Linked DNA regions of Capsicum annuum: region 2 is linked to region 1. The links are chromatin contacts, called in public Hi-C maps. All regions are on one chromosome and are shown on one strand. The core of a region is the stretch at or near the end of the contact, and the rest is flanking DNA. Distances in the headings are between cores, read along the strand shown. Region 1 holds the start of LOC107842516 (photosystem II reaction center PSB28 protein, chloroplastic). Region 2 overlaps LOC107842518 (NADH dehydrogenase [ubiquinone] 1 alpha subcomplex subunit 9, mitochondrial).

What was found. Hi-C and Micro-C count contacts between places; a contact is called where the count stands out from the background.
Region 2: a contact with region 1 is called in a Hi-C map of leaf, with 3 times the contacts expected there. The contact joins the enhancer-like site here to the promoter of LOC107842516 in region 1. A contact is called at or near these places in 2 of 5 Hi-C or Micro-C datasets (leaf and placenta).

Annotation. Positions count from the first base shown.
Region 1 is chr9:114,553,695-114,556,961 of UCD10Xv1.1, forward strand. It overlaps LOC107842516 (photosystem II reaction center PSB28 protein, chloroplastic), which reads left to right and starts at 1,723. Exons shown (of 3, transcript XM_016686414.2): 1 at 1,723-2,022; 2 at 2,592-3,021. The coding sequence starts at 1,950.
Region 2 is chr9:114,775,519-114,778,785 of UCD10Xv1.1, forward strand. It overlaps LOC107842518 (NADH dehydrogenase [ubiquinone] 1 alpha subcomplex subunit 9, mitochondrial), which reads right to left. Exons shown (of 13, transcript XM_016686417.2): 12 at 3,164-3,267; 13 at 2,695-2,948. The coding sequence ends at 3,165. Among protein-coding and RNA genes, the nearest start is that of LOC107842518, 26 kb to the right of the region's middle. Within about 2 kb of position 1,488, at least 5 of the 5 cell types and tissues checked have an H3K27ac peak or open chromatin away from gene starts, as enhancers often do. A contact at or near this core is called in leaf, where this site is marked.

The DNA.
Region 1 (3,267 bases), core at 473-2,972:
CTGGTGTCATTAATTTTGATGACTTCTAATAAAAAAAAGTTTTATCATGAATATATTTAATTAATTTTCAACTCTTTAATTAGGAAAAATTATTGAAACTTCAATAACTTCTAATAAGAAAAAGTTTTACCATAAATATATTTAATTAATTTTTAAATTTTAAATATTAGGAAAAAATAGTGAAAAGACGATTTTGTCTAAAGCAAGAATTTTTAATGAAGGACAAAAAGTTCAAACAATATTTTTAAGGTCCTTCACACTTTTAATATATTATATATATATATATATATTTAAAAAAAGTGAGACCATATCAGTTTTTTAATAGAAAAACGCGCTTTTCTTTTTAAAAAAAAATTAAAAAATTCACGCCAGCTTAAAGGGTGAAATTAATACTCTTTAAAGATGTTAAGGGGGTAAATAAACGAAAGTTAAGTTTAAGTGTTAAAGTGAGTTTAGCGAACAAGTTCAGGGGGAAAACATGTCTTTTCTCTATGAATGTTTGTCAATATGAAGCACACAATAAAGCTTTCAAAATTCTAAGAAAAAAAAAAGATTAATATAGATGGAAAAAGATTGAATCAAATTGTAAATTGCAAATGATCAGATGTGATGAAAATTTTTTAATTTGATTTTTGTTAGATATTTAAGAGATTCTCTCCCATTATTCACTCTCCTAAAGTAAATGCAAATCTATTACTTTCTTATTTAATATAGGAAAAAGGTATGAATATACCCCTGAATTTTGATAAATGGTATAAATATATCCTTCATCATACTTTAGGTACAAATATATCCTTTCCGTTAATGAAAAGGTATGTATATATCTTTAAACTTTTATAAATGACACAGATATATCCTCCATCATACTTTAGGTACAAAATACCCTTGTCGTTAATGAAAAGGTACGTATATACACTTGAACTTTGATAAATGGTACAAGTATACCATACAGGTATACCCTTTGTCATACTTTAGGTATAAATATACTCTTGCCATTAATGAAAAGGGAAAAATATACCTTTCTCACTAATGGCAGGACACGTGTCACAATCTTGTTCATTTGCCCCTTTTAATTTAATCTATCCTCACCCTACCTAAAAATAATTCTAATGTAACCCACAAATCGATTCAAAGAATAACCCAAACCCGATCCCATCTAATAGAACCTCCAAGACACATCTTTATTCATGCATATTCATCTTTTCTTTCTGGGTTTGAGTTATTATTTGAATCGGGTTATGAGTTAAATTAGAATTATTTTGAGGTGGGATTGTGATAAATTAAATTTAAAAAGGTCAAATGAACAAAATTGTGACACGAGTCCTACTATTAGTAAGAAGGGTATATATGTACCTTTTCATTAATAAAAGGGTATATTTGTACCTAAAGTATGTCGGAGGATATATCTGTACCATTTATCAAAGTTCAGAGTTATATATGTACCTTTTCATTAACGGCAATGGTATATTTGTACCTAAAGTATGATGAAGAGTATATCTGTACCATTTATCAGAGTTCAGAGGTATATATGTACTTTTTCATTAACGGCAAAGATATATTCGTACCTTTTCCATTTAGTATATATCGAGAGAAAAAAGAGAAATATGAGATTTTATAAAATATTTTAAAAGATGAATTTTTTTTTTATGTATTTATCCGTTTTAAGTTTGGGTTTTTGCTTAATTTAAGTCCCCTACCATTTTGTGGCATTACTCTCAGGCCAAGGGCTGTTTATGTCCTTCACCCTATAGAGAAAGTTGGGGGAAGTGTATTGTGAGGGTGGTTGGCTCATGAATGAAAGAGTATGGGTAAGGCAATCTAAAGAAGCGAATGGCTGTCCTTGTTACAACCAGCACTCTCTGTTACCCCGCAAATACATCTTATGTTCTTTTAGTTCTCTCTCCTCCATACTCCATATTCTCTCTCTCTCTGTCTGCACTCTCTAATTAATGGCTACTCTTCAATCTCTTGCATTTTCACCTACACTTTCTCACACTTCGCATCAGCCTCGCTCTCTTCTCGGTATGTACCAAAATGTGCTTATCTACCTTTACCCTCCTCTTATTCTTTGGTTTATCAGCTCCTGTAAAGAGTAGTACTTGGAGCAGTTATCCCACTATGTAGTATAAATAGTGGGATATTATACGGCATTAGCTAATAAGTCTAACTAAACACAAGATAAAATAATCCCATGATTATTATCCCTTATCCCTCATATCACGTTACTCGTAAATTTCATTTTAATTGATTTATATGTAATTGGTGAGATGTTTATTTGTGCATAAGTGTGGAGCTAGATCATTAGCTACGGTTTCAGAACCTATTAAACTTCAAAGGCCTCTGCTCATGAGCGCATTCTTCAAAGAAAATTTAACTGTCTTCTTTTTTGAGTTAATCGAGACTGGAAATGGAGTACGCTTACAATGTAGTGCTAGTAGTGAGATTCTTTGATACAATAGGTGTGGGTTCAATTCTCGTTGTCTCCCTTCCTCATCTCCGAATAAAACTTTTTTTTTTTTAAAAAAGAACTAGTAAATTAGGAAACATAGTTAATCAAAACCAATAATTGTCGTTTGTGTCATCTACTGTAGGAATAGCATGTGGGAGGGGTCATCAAAGTGCAGGTTCTTCATTCAATGGCCAGCGCTTGTGCCTATCCCGTTCACGTTTCACATCCAATATCCAAAACCAGAAAATGCGCAGACTAACTATAATGATGGTTCAACCAAAAATTCAGTTCATACAAGGAACTGATGAACAAACAATACCAGATGTGAAGTTAACCAAGTCAAGGGATGGGACAAATGGTATGGCCATTTTCAGGTTTGATCAACCCTCCGTATTTGATTCATCTGGTGAAGTCGGGGATATCACTGGATTCTACATGATTGACGAAGAAGGAGTTCTCTCGTCAGTTGATGTCAATGCCAAGTTTGTTAACGGAAAACCTGCAGGCATTGAAGCTAAGTATATTATGCGGACTCCACGAGAATGGGACAGGTTCATGAGATTTATGGAGCGGTATGCTAATTCTAATGGCTTGCAGTTTGTTAAAAGTTGAGATTCTATGTTTTCTTTTGCCTGATCAATTTCTTGAAATTTTTGTCTGTCATTAGAAGACATATCTACTCAAAAGGTGTAATTTAGTTCAGAAGGTGTAAACTTGAGAAATCTTCTCAGTCCATTTACACTTAGATTCAAATTCCCTTTATAGCTTTTTTTTTTGTTCTCTTTCGTCCTGATATTTGTTCACTTGGGATGGTTCTT
Region 2 (3,267 bases), core at 238-2,737, 220 kb after region 1:
GTTAAATCGAAAATGAACCGTTAAGGGCTAAAAATTGATAAACTAAAAAAACGATAAGAAAATATCTTATTGATTTGATTATTGATTTCGCATATTTAAAAATCGAAAACCAATAAACTGAATCAATAATATAGAAAATCGAACCGAATCGATCGATGCATACCCCTAATTTAAGTAGGTAAAATAGAAGCAATTGAAAGAAAATTATTTGAAATTTTGAAAGTGATGGAGGAAAAGGGAGAATAAATAGGAAAAGAAGAGAGAGGGGACCTTTGAAATTTTTGTAAAAATTAAAAAAAATAGATTTTTTTTCGTTTTTACCCCTTGAAAAATATTGATGTGACAATTTTTTTTACTTCATCACGCGCCTGATGAAGTTTGAACTCGCTTTTTGTGCCAAGTGGACCATAAGAGATACGTGACTTATTAAGTAAACAAGTTCGAAGGATATTTAAGACAGACAATAATTTAGATATACACTAAATAAAATATTACAATTTCAAAGGGTAATTAATACTTCTTTCATTATTAAATATACACATATAAAGTAAACTTGAAATCCTAGATGTGAATGTGTTAATTACTAGATGGGGGTTATGGTGTAATAGAGGGTGGGATGTTGTTGTGGACATTAAATTAGCAAGAAGGGGTTTAGACACATGGGGGTTGTGTAATGTGGGCCTATTTACGTTCAAGGACGTTAAGAACAGCGCACCTACTTGTCATGGGACACTGAGATAGACTAGTGTAATCCTACCCCTTCTTCTCTTTTTAATTATTTATTTATTGTGGTCTCGTTTTTTCTAAATCACAGATGGCAAGTGTTTTTAATGTACTGAATTACAAAATACCTTTGCTCGCTGGGGACTACCACTATTATAATCAGTTTTAATACGCCATTTTTGTGGCTGTGAAAGAGTATTGTGTCTATTTATACATTTACAATATTGATTTTGATTGAACTAGTATGTAGTATGCATATGTAATTTCGAAAGGCAACATGTGCTTTCATGTGCCACTGCTAACAATCTTGCTCCGCAAGCACATGTGAAGCTAGAAATTTCAACTTTTTAAGTTCAAATTTTATAAAAACGACTTCAAGTGCAAATAATTAATATTTGTACATGTTTAATATGTTTGAATACAAATACACTAATGAACAAAAGCTATTGGACAAATCGAATCCTTATTTGCCTTTTATCTCCGCCCGTGTCCACACACCAAACCCTCGTCTTCTCTTTCCCTCGAAACTTTGGGCTCACTGATCATATGAGCCACGTAATTTTTTTCCATAAGACTCACCCCCCCGCCCCTCCCCCTCAAATTAAACCCTACTCATTAATGAGTCCATTAGCTATTATAACTCATTGATCAGCCATGATAAACAAACAATTTGAGTCTCCTGGGTGTTTCAAGTTTCAACACAAAGGAAAGAGACAGAAACCAGATCCTACTCCCCAAAACACAAAAGAAGGCTACACATGGCCACCGAAACGGCTTTGCTGTGGACTGATTTACAGTAACACCTAAGAGGCCGACAAGTGGGACAAATTCAAGATTGTGAGCTAGGCTAGTTGGTGTAATCTAGATGTATATATTTTTAAGGGTTCATTTGGCTGAGAGCTAAAAAATAATTTATTTTGAAATTAATTTTAAAATGAGTTTATCTCATGTTTGGTTAGGATAAAATCATAGAATAAATTATCTCGAAATTGTAGTGTTATTTTTATTCCACATAGATGATAAAAAATCTCGAGATAACTTCTTTCCATACCAAACAACCTTACATATGTAGTCCAAGTCGAAAGTAATAAGTCGAATTAAGTCCACAAAAGCCACCTTAGATCTAGACGTTCCCGACAATCCTCACAACCAAGGGATGGATCCCAGAGCTAAACATGACATTAGAAACACAACTGCGACTACTAGCATCGAGAAGAATTGTAGAATCCTACCCTTTATCTTCTTGTCCCCCCTCTTCCCTTTATGAAATTTTACATCTTTCATGGAAAAGGATACACCTGGATCTCCCATCTTCACCTTGCTGCCAACCAGGATGGAGTTGCTGACCCCCTGGATATTGTTGCTGGTGTAGATGTTTATGCAGCAGCAGTCATGTGATTCACCAGAACAGCCACCACGGCGTGCGATCATTGATGCACCAACATTCCTTCCTTCCAACTTGACATGTTTAAATGGTCCATATCTTCTCTCCGGTGACATGATGAGAATTTTCGATGAATGGGATAAATGATAAATGTCTTCTTTGCAGAAGCAAGTGCTCACTCATGTTATACTATATTTTATATATAAGGATGAATTATAAAGTGGTTAGCTGCTTCTACAAGAAAAGCATATGCGCCTTTTGGGCAACTTGATTAACACACTATGAATATTTTCTTCAAGGACACCATCCGATGAAAATTTTGAGAATACAGGCTAAAAGTATATAGTAGGAATTATCTGACGTCCACGAACTTTTTAAGTTGCTAAACACCACATAATACGCAATAAGAAATCCCCTTGAAAAAATGGCTGTAAACCAGAAAGACATCATTGGCTTTGTAAAGCACCTAAGAAGGCATTTCGATGGGTTGAAGAAAGTCCTAAAGCAAATAGACTAGTTTGTACTTCGTTCCCTTAATTAGAAGACAGACCAAATATAAGAATCAAATAGAACGGTAAAGATTAAAGTTGATCAGGAGGAAAGCACTGAAAAAATCTTTGTCCCTCTGACAACAATCACGTTCCACTTTTTCTAGGTTACTTCTTGATTGAAATACAGCAAAGTAAACTCTGAAAAAGAAAACACAATTGGCCTCGTTGAGTCTGGCGCAAAAGCACCAAAACTTTATAGTCAACTCCTCCAGCAAAAGGAGTGGTCTCACCATCACACAACATTCATTAGCTGAAGAACTCCCTTGCATTTATTTTTCCTGTTTATCTGGCTGAACATGGCTGCACTTCAGAAATCTTGTAAAAGAAGCTGAAATTAACTGGCAATGGAGTACAATGTCTACAATGTAGCCAGAAAATCATTAAGAATAGATGGTACACTGTTCGGTTGAGGAAGGAACTTGTAGCATAGGAAATTATGGAAGCAACTACCCATACCAATCATTCAAATAAGATCCAAATTATGTTCATACTTGGAACAACGAACCTCATGGATAAGATTCAGGCAACACTTTTTCACTAACTGTTGATCCATAATTGGGTCCGCCTTTACGATATTGGATAAGAAATTCAACTGGATATCCCTTCACC